3 separate regions of the Mus musculus genome follow, and regions 2 and 3 are each linked to region 1. Evidence: chromatin contacts called from public HiChIP or PLAC-seq data. All regions are on one chromosome and are shown on one strand. The core of a region is the stretch at or near the end of the contact, and the rest is flanking DNA. Distances in the headings are between cores, read along the strand shown. Region 1 overlaps Nav3 (neuron navigator 3). Region 2 overlaps 1700020G17Rik (RIKEN cDNA 1700020G17 gene). Region 3 has its middle 120 kb from the start of 9230102K24Rik.

The links. HiChIP or PLAC-seq counts read pairs in DNA pulled down with a chosen protein or histone mark.
Region 2: a CTCF HiChIP or PLAC-seq map of the NIH/3T3 cell line shows a contact between it and region 1, with 5 read pairs. The contact joins two enhancer-like sites. A contact is called at or near these places in 1 of 39 promoter capture datasets (cranial neural crest) and 1 of 15 datasets of contacts at CTCF or cohesin (the NIH/3T3 cell line).
Region 3: a contact with region 1 is called in an H3K27ac HiChIP or PLAC-seq map of the NIH/3T3 cell line, with 2.3 times the contacts expected there. The contact joins two enhancer-like sites. A contact is called at or near these places in 2 of 115 datasets of contacts at active chromatin or transcription factors (the NIH/3T3 cell line and embryonic basal ganglia) and 1 of 9 other capture datasets (pancreatic islet).

The regions. Positions count from the first base shown.
Region 1 is chr10:109,902,444-109,905,629 of GRCm38.p6, reverse strand. Nav3 (neuron navigator 3) reads left to right here. Exons shown (of 38, transcript NM_001368815.1): 2 at 1,767-1,884; 3 at 2,516-2,568. Among named protein-coding and RNA genes, the nearest start is that of Nav3, 96 kb to the left of the region's middle. Within about 2 kb of position 1,654, at least 91 of the 459 cell types and tissues checked have an H3K27ac peak or open chromatin away from gene starts, as enhancers often do. A contact at or near this core is called in the NIH/3T3 cell line, where this site is marked.
Region 2 is chr10:110,803,614-110,806,799 of GRCm38.p6, reverse strand. The region is part of intron 2 of 1700020G17Rik (RIKEN cDNA 1700020G17 gene); the gene reads left to right. Among named protein-coding and RNA genes, the nearest start is that of Gm36808, 6.7 kb to the right of the region's middle. Within about 2 kb of position 1,644, at least 78 of the 459 cell types and tissues checked have an H3K27ac peak or open chromatin away from gene starts, as enhancers often do. A contact at or near this core is called in the NIH/3T3 cell line, where this site is marked.
Region 3 is chr10:110,483,481-110,486,666 of GRCm38.p6, reverse strand. No RefSeq gene overlaps it. Among named protein-coding and RNA genes, the nearest start is that of 9230102K24Rik, 120 kb to the left of the region's middle. Within about 2 kb of position 1,741, at least 33 of the 459 cell types and tissues checked have an H3K27ac peak or open chromatin away from gene starts, as enhancers often do. A contact at or near this core is called in the NIH/3T3 cell line, where this site is marked.

The DNA.
Region 1 (3,186 bases), core at 405-2,904:
TCATTTAGAAATTGTTTATGTTGTGATCTAGAGGGAGCCATGAATCATTTTCTTATATGCAAACGTTGGCAAAATAAAGATTATAGATACGGAAATTTAAGTGGCACTTTACCAACATAGTCTCTTTTATGTGCCAATATACCTTCAGGTTTTCACATGGTGAGAAAAATAGTATCACTAGATATGCCTTAGAGATTCCTTGATATCTTCTGAAAAATCTATCTTCTATGTTTTAATATTTGGAACTTTTCTACCCAGTAATACTCTGAAAAATTGATCAGTCTGTCTTAGATGTTTAGCTATATAAAGTATTATCATACTAATTTTCAAAGATATCTGTGTGCATGTATATGTGTGTGTGTGCTCACACACATGCATCATTTAAAATAATTAACATAATAAGAAATATTAATTATCCTATATGGGAGGGACTATACATTTGTACAACATTATCAAGCATGTACATTACCTATATAACCATGTACATGTGTGTGTGTATATGTGTGTGTGTGTGTGTGTGTGTGTGTGTGTGTTTGTGTATGTGTGTGTACCAGAGCCTTATCTGTTTCCTGAAGTGGCCAGAAGAGGGCATCAGGTCACTCAGAACTGCAGTTATAGACAGTTGTGAGCTGCCATGTTGGTGCTGAGAAGGTAATCTGGGTCTATGCAAGAGTAGTAGTAAATGCTCTTGACGCTGGGGTGGTCTCTCCAGCACAGAAGTATTTTAAATAGTATATTTGCACTGTCTTGGCATTTAGTGCTCATGACTCTGAGATAAAATTCAGAGCTCTTCAGCTTAAGCTGGGCTAATTTTAGGCACCGTACATTGGCCACAGTTTCTCCTTAGATTCAACATTTCTAGGCTGCTTCTCTAGTTTCATTTCAATTTTAATATTATGTCCTACTTCCATCTACCTTGTGACAAAGTTACAAATGAACCACCCATGATACCTTAACATCTTTAAGCCGATTTCTGACTTTTATGGTTACTAGACTGAAGGATTTTTAAAAATAGTAACATTTCTTTTTGTGTGTGCGATATTCTTGAAATTTCAGCTTTTCTTTATATCGTGACCAGTTCCTAGAGTCACCCTCTTCTGTAAGTCAGATGCCAACCCTGTGGCTGGCAATACACTTCCCGATTCTGCATTTCAATTGCTCCATTATAACTCCACATGCTGCCTCTTTGTCCTAATGCACACACATTTCAAGAGGCTTAAATGAGAGATGACAGTCCAAACAATATATCTTAGACAGGAAGGAATTTGCAATTATTTCAGAAAACCACGCCAAAACATTGTCACATTAGAGTATCTAGGGTGACAAATTCAATAAAGCCCCTTCGGAGAAACACATTTTGTTAGAAAGTTCCTCTATAAGTCGGTCCAGGTGACTTCCTTTTACACAGACAGGATTATTTTCAAAATAATGGAGGAAAGGGAGAAAAAAATAAAAGAGAGAAACTCAAACTCTTTCCCGGTAGCGATCTCCTCTGGAGCCATCTGGGAAGGGAGTTTTGCTTGGTCACAAGTGACTAGTCCATGATTTTGAAAGGAGTGATTCATCCTCCTTTGAAACAGGAGATAAGTGGGGGAAAGAGCCGTTTAAAAATGACTTTACAACTGTTTCCTTCGGAGCTATGACTTCTTTAGCTGGAATGCGATCCAGAACAGTTTCCCTTTGAGCCTCACATTTGCCTCGCGGGGTTTTCTTGTCTCTCCTTCCCCCACGCCCTTCTCACTTCTTCTCTCCCTGTCTCCCAACAGATTTACACTGACTGGGCCAACCACTACCTGGCAAAATCCGGCCACAAGCGGCTGATCAAGGACTTGCAGCAGGACATTGCGGACGGGGTCCTTCTGGCAGACATCATCCAGATCATTGGTGAGACCTGCTCTCTTAAACTCGGAGAGGCTCTGCTCACAGCTCTTAGGCTACATTGTAGTTTAGGAAGAACGGACACAGAACTGTTCCATGTGTCCTGGAGTGCTGTGAGTGTAGCTATCTCCATTGTAATGAAATGCGTTTATGAGAGACTGAAAGGGATATTCTGGCCGTACTTTGAAATAGTTGGAACAGTGTTCTTTACACATATAGCATTGTCAGAAATGAAAGGTTCGTTAAACCATGTGCCTCCCATGTGTGTGCATTTTGTTAACCAGAGTAACTCATTCACTGAGACTCCTTGAAACTGGGTCTTGGTCCAGCAGGGATAATTGTGAAAGGTCTCATGTCAGGAGTCATTTGGCACAGACTGGAAGGAAAACCAGCAACGACTTCCTTTTTTTTTTTTTTTTTTTTTTTCCTTTGCTTGAATTGTCCACATAGAATTGTTGGCTGAGAGCAAGTGTGTTCTCCTCTCCTGTCCATGTGCTTAGGAGACTGAATAGGGGGGTATTTCTGTTTGGTTATTTATTTATTTATTTATTTTAAGATCTCCCTTCTCTGTGTTTCACTTCATTGCTTAAGCATGTTGTCCTTTTCTCTCTCTTTTTATTTTATTTCTTGATCTTAGCAAATGAGAAAGTCGAAGATATCAATGGATGTCCGAGAAGTCAGTCTCAGATGGTAAGAGTCCGATTTATTCGGAATCTCAGCGCTGGGCGCCATTTTCAAAGTTAACTGCCTTTGCATGATGGCTTTCACATTTGTCTGTCTGCTGTCCTGCTTGCATGAGAAATCATCTGCTCCCAGGATTTCTGTGTGTCCACTGTCCGTGCAACAACCTCAGACTCTGAGGAACGCTGACTACCGCGTACCATGCCTGTAGGTGTGTTTTCTGACCTCTGACCTAGTTTTTCTCTTCTTCTCCTGTTTGTTCTGCTGTTCCTATAGTATGTAATTCTGTACACTGGGCTTTCTGTCAGTAAACTTAATTGCAAGTTTTAAGCAATAGAGTTTGCTGGGGCAACTATTTTTGGAATAGCACTTACCTTGTGCATTTTTCAAATATAAGCATAGTGTTTTGGGTGTTCTTCAGGACGGTCAGTGTACGCATATGAGATTGTGCCTCTGTTGGAAACAGCTCCGAAGGCTTGCTTGCTGTAGTCTATATGCTGAACAATATATGACACTGAGATAAGAGTCATAGTGTCTTTCAGAAACTCCTCAGTGAGTCTGGAGGCCCTTTACCTCAGCAGCATCTGCCCTTTCCCATCTAGCAAAGGTTAACATCTATAAATAAAA
Region 2 (3,186 bases), core at 395-2,894, 900 kb before region 1:
AGCTTCACAATTTCTTCCTGTCCGCTGGTGAGCTCTAGCTCTCTGCCTTTTGAGACTGCCCAGCCTGGTGACTTGACTCTCGACACAGCAGAAATGATGGCTGATCGGAATGGAGCTTGCTGGCAAGAGGCCTTCCAAAACCAGCCGTCTCTTCACCAAGCCGCTGGCTAATGGCAAACATATGAGCAAAGCCATATGCAGTCAGCCAAGCACAGCTGGACTGGCAAACCTTCCCAGTACAGCAGGGAGAGGGAGGGCTTAAGCCGTTGAACACCGGGGTGATTCAAGTGACTTCTAGCTGATACAAGGGGGAAGCCTTGCATTTAGAGCCAGATTGAAGATGGAGCTATAGGAACAATTTGTAGAATGCACCCAAACGTCACAGGACTATACCGTTCTCCCTGGGTGCCTGAGGCATTGGCTCCATGCCCCTATAGACACCAGCATCTATAGATGCTCAAGACCCTTTTGTAAGATCAGATGGATGTATGTCCTCCCAAGTGCCTCAGGTCGCCTTGAGCTTACCCACACCACCCAAAGCAAGACAGATGGTATGCGAATAAGTGTTATTCAGTATCATAGAGTAACAAGCAAGCCATCCGTCAGAGCATGATCCAGTCTTTCCTCCTTCCCTCTCTTCCTTCCTTGAACCAGGATCTCACTCTGTAGCCCCAGACTGCCCCAGAACTCACTGCAAGCCCAGGCTGACCTTAAACCAGTCCTGTCTTGACATCCTGAGGGCTGCGATTTCACCACCTCACCTGGCTCTAAATATGTCTTATCTGAGGTTGGTCACATCCACAGATATGAATTCCTGTGTTTGGAAGAATGGTATCTAATACTGGAAATACATGCTGGCTTGCTCTAGCTTGCATGGCTTTGTAACGATATGGCTCGGCTTCTGACTGAGTGAGTGAAAACCCTTCAGTGAAAAACAGCTTGCTCTTAACCCCCCCACCCCCCACCCCCAGCCATGTCCAGCTAGGATAGATGAAGCCACAGGACACCAAATGAGGACCGTGGCTACCATGCCTCATTCATCGTTCTTATCTGGTTGACTGCTTGTAGAGAGATGTGAAACACACAGGCTGACTGAGCAGTGTGCTGTCCTATCCTTGGTAACTCTCAAAAGCAAAAGCTAAGGGCATGAGGAATGCCTTACTAGACCAGCATTAGCTAAATTATGATTTTGAGAAGCAAGATCAGGTCAAGGCACCAGGGATCAAAATCCGATGTCTCTGACCTCTGTCTTCACAAGCTCCCTTCCTGGGAGTGGACAGCCCCATCTTGTCAGAATCAGTTCCAGACAGCAGCTCATCTCTAGAAGCTCCTGAGCTTGGAGCCTGGAGGGTCAGGTTTCCAGAAAGCCAGGCAAAGTCATCAATGTGCTGTGTGAGGGTGGAAATTCCATATGGTTTCTGACTTGTAAAAAAGTAAAATAATATTTTCAAAAGGCTCTATCTTCTCTATTTCAGCTTGTTTTCTCAAGGTATAACCTCTCCTTGTGGTTACTCTCTAAAGGGAAGTATTTTTAAAGGTCTCCTTTGGAAATAAAAAAAGTTACGTAAGTTAGACGTTTGAGCTGTGTCAGCAAGTATGTGCCGGGACCGCCTGCCAGCAGGCTGTGGGTCCTCAGTGGCTGCCTGCCTGCCTTCAGACCTGACTCAGAAGGGAGGTGGAGAAAGATTTGACAGTTTCATTTTATATGTGAATAATTTTGAAAATGTTTAACTAGGTTATAATAACCTTGGTTTTTATAAGCCAGGGATTAAGCCAATTCATTCCCCCATCACCCACCCTCCCCATCTCTAACTTTGAGACTGAAATGCTCTACAGTTAAAAGCAAGGACTTGGGATTCCAGATCTTTGCAGAATGGGGATAATGCTAGAGGGTTTGGGGAGAGTATGTCAGATTGGTAACAATAGATAATACTAGCACTGCATTTCACTAAATACAGAATATCCTTATACTTTGGAGTCGACGGTATGAGTCTTGTCTACGATGGCATAATATCCCCACCTTCAGGAATAACGCGTGCATAAAGGGTGATGGAGCCATTAGTTAAGACTATGGTCTTCCATTCCAACACCAATAATTCATTCATTTAATCTCCCTGAGCCTTCATGAATCATTTAGAATGTGGGATGGCAATCACACTAAGGTTTTGTCAGGACTGACTGACTCATGACTGAGTGTTCAGGACAATGAATAGACCCTGTAACAACGGTACAATAACCACAGTATGGGCCGCCCACGGGGCAGGGGTGTTCCAACAGTTGCTCAGAGCACCCTTGCCAACTTCCTGGCCCCCTTCTTGTCCCGCATCATGGCTCTTATTCTTTCTCTCCATGGAACGGTCCTTCAGCTACAATAGCAGCACGCCCAGGAGACCACATCCTCTCCCATTGCATCTGGGTTTGATTAGCCATCCTCTTCCCTTGCATCTGGATTTGATTAGCCATCCTCTCACTCTGCATCTAGATTTGATCAGTTTCTCAGGTCCCACCTCAACCTAGGACAGACACTTCTGTGTTTCAATATTATGTTTACTTTACCGACCCACCAATCTCACAAAAGCAACATTTGTTGTTCCCCTTTCCATGTTTTAACACACGCTTCCAGATTCCGGAAATCAAGTGGTAGAACCTCAGTCCAAAGTTCGTGCTGCCCACTGGTCCCTGGGAGGATGCTCAGAGAGAGAATCTTTCCATATTCTTAGGTATTGCATAGAGGGAGAGTAACCCTCAGACCCACTTTCATGGAACACTACAAAACAGCCCCATTTGAGTTTTCTCAATCAGCTCGAGTTATGGCATCACTTCTGTGTCTCGGGGACACTTCACAGTGAGGAATTACGCGAAGGTGCAGTCTGCCATACTTATCTTGGAGACAGCTGGATCAGTCACAGCCGAGAATAACCAACCCCAAAGGGGTCTATTTCCACCGATCAATCAGCTTGCTGCTGTTGTCCTGGGACGATCACTAACTCCTAAATTCTGCTTTTTGCTCGTTTCTTGGCCTTTAGCTTCTATACCACAGATTACAGCAGGCAAGGAGAGTTAACTTGTTCTTTGGCTTCTTCTATTTTGCCTTGTCCTTACACACCTCCCACCTGTGCCAGCTGTATGAGTCCCCACCCGGTAAGTGCCACCTCGTGGCTAATGCCATCCAAGCATTCTACTGTT
Region 3 (3,186 bases), core at 492-2,991, 580 kb before region 1:
CAACAACAACAAATAAAAAGATACACTGGAGTGACTGGAGCACAAATCTTACGGGAGTAACCAACCAATATATGACTTGACTTAAGGCCTATTCCATGAGATGGAATCCATATTTGACAGTGTTTGGGTGACCAAGAACCTGAGACTACATAGCCCATGGACCTAGAGTAAAAAAACTAAAATTACTAAAACCAAACAAACAAAACACACAAAACAACCCCCAAAACAACCCCCCCAAACCCAACAACAACAACAACAAAAAACCCAAACCAACCAAACCAAACAAAAACCCCAAATAATAAAAACTACCACCACCACACACCAAAACCATAAAAGCAATAAAATTACTTTTTTGTCCCCGTTTGAGACAGGGTCTCAGTATGCAGCTCTGGTTGGTCTGGAACTTATTCTGTAGACCAAGCTGGCCTAGAACTCACAGAGCTGGGATTAAAGGAGTGCACCATCATGTCTGGTACATAAAATCACTCCGAGTAACATTCTGTATTCACATAGATCAGTGCCTTGCTCAGTCATCATCAGAGAAGCTTCCCCCTGCAGCAAATGGGGGAAAAAACACATCAGATTCACACACAGACATTATGCAGAGAGTGAGAGACCTTAGAACATTCATCTCTAAGGGTGTGCGGAGATGTAATTCCATCAAATCCCTCCCCTTCCACTTAAGTGTTTTTATGAGATTCCTGAGCACGTGAGCCAGTGGGTCTTTGTCTATACCTGTTTCTTGTGCCTATTCTTGGACTCTTTTTCTACTGTTTGTTTTTGTCCTATACTGTTGTAATAGTTTTTGTTTTACTTATCTTTATGTTATATTGTATCATTACCCATTAGAAGCCTATTTGTTTTCTAATGAGAGTCAGAAAGGGGGTGGATCTGGTTGGGAGGGGTTGCGATGAGAATTAGGAAGAGTAGAGGGAGGGGAAGCAGAAATCGGGACACATTATCTGTGGGGAAAATGATTTTCAAAAATAGGAAAAATGCTTTGAAAAGATGCTAAGGCTTTTTAAGCTGTGGGATGGCGCCAACCGAGACGAAAGACTTGAAATCTCAGAAGAATTGGGATTAAGTTTCTAGTAGACTGTGCCTTAAAAGTGTGGCAGTTCTGTGATTAAATAAGAATGATTCGTGCTTATGAATATGCATAAATATTTCTGAAAAGGCACACTTAAAATTATTGGCTGTCTGCACTGCGACAGAGACTGGGCCAGGAATGAAAGTCACTTGGCACTCCCTCTCCCTGCTTTCTATTTAAGAAAATATTAAAAATACATGAATTTATGACTTTTTAATAAATGGAAATAACCACATAAAACACTGCACATACAATAGGGAATGTAACAGGCTAAAACTGCTGAATTATAACTTCCAGTTGTAAAAAGGGTAGGAAAATGAGTGACTGGGCATGCTCACAGTTAGGGGAAGGAAGAGAGAGGCTCCTATGAGAGAAATCAGAAGAGAGGTTCAGTCATGATGCTTTACATTAAAGAAGGCTTTTGTTTTGTACAAATGAGGGTTGTAATTCTATAACTGAGTCATTTGCTGTCTGCTGGTGATTCATCACTTACTGGATTCTCTGGTTAAAATGTCAACAGCGCTTAGAATGAATTGCAGAGGTATCAAAAAAGTAAACGCAGCGTTTTGGGAAATCAGCAGACCATTCCTTTGTGACTAAGCCCTCTTGGGGTAGCATGGTCTCGCAGTCTCTCTGGGGATCAGTTTTCGTAGACAGGAGTGTGACGAGTACTCTGCTTTCTGAAGGCAAGGTCTGTTTGTGTTCTGTTCGTGGCTGCATAACCACAGCTCATTTAAAATGAGGATGTATCGCTCGAAGAAATGGACATTAGAGGAAACTTCCACATTAAGAGGCAAATATTTATACTTTATTTAATCATCTCATGCTATTCCCTGATTGGTTTCTTTTGCTAGGTTCCTTAAAGTCCTGCTGATCTTAGAGAGCTGGCTTTATTTTGATGAAATGATTTGAAAAAAAGCCCAATTATGTTATCTTTTGCTTTTTAGTTTCTCACAAGAACTTACTGTCACCTTTATTGTCCCTTAACCATGAAGGGATTGACTGGTGAGATCTCAACGTGGGAAACCTGAACATAAACTAGAAGATCATTTTGATGACCGAAACACATTGCCAATTTGTCTTTAACTCTGTTTGTGCATTGTTATCCTGTTATTCCTTCTTGTTTTCTAGAGCATTTACAAAATTAAGGAGATGATAGATTGATAGATTATGCAGAAATTGCTTTGAATTCTTAAAAAAAAAACAATTATGGTGCATGTAATCTATGTGGTGAGTTAAATGTTAACCACCCTCGAAATATTACCTCCATCTATATAACCTGTGAGACCTGTGAGCTGAGATCATCCTGGATTCCTCCATGTCCCCTAAATCTAACAGCATGGATATAGGGGAACACACAGACAAGAAAGCATTTTTGAAGCCGAAGGCAGGAACTAAAGTTGTACAGCCACAAGGTGTGGAGCCTCTGAACACCAGAACCCAGGAAAGACCAAGAGGGATTTTTGGCTAGTATCAAGAGCAGGGATTCTCAACTTATGGATCTTGGCCCTTTTGGTGGCCTTTTGGTGGCCGAATGGCTCTTTCACAGAGGTCACCTAGAAGCATCAGAAAACACAGATTTTTTTTTTTTTTTACATCATGATTCATAACAGTAGCAAAATTACAGTCATGAAAGAGCAACAAAAATGATTTTATGGTTGGGGGTCACCACAACCCGAGGAACTGTATTAAAAGGTCGCAGTGCTAGGAAGGTTGAGAACTACTATTTTGAAACATTATTCATACACTAACATAAAGATGGAATGATCTCACGGGCTGCCAACTGGAGACAATTTTTGCCTCCCTCTTTCCCACCCTCCTTCTCAAGAGGTATTTAGCAACGCTTGGAGACATTTTTTGTGGTGCCGAGCTAGGGAGGGGTGCTACTAACACCTAGTAAGAGGGCTAAAGATTCTGCTAAAGTTTCTTCAATGCTACGTGAAGCCCCGACTCAACTCAAAATCGCATCCGAGCTACTGTGGATGGTGCCATGGTTGAATCCTAGCACATTGGGATGCTTGGCAATACACAATGAAAACCTCAGCTGGGCTATGATTGTGTGAGCCAGCTAGTTTATCCCGGGCAGTAAACCTCTT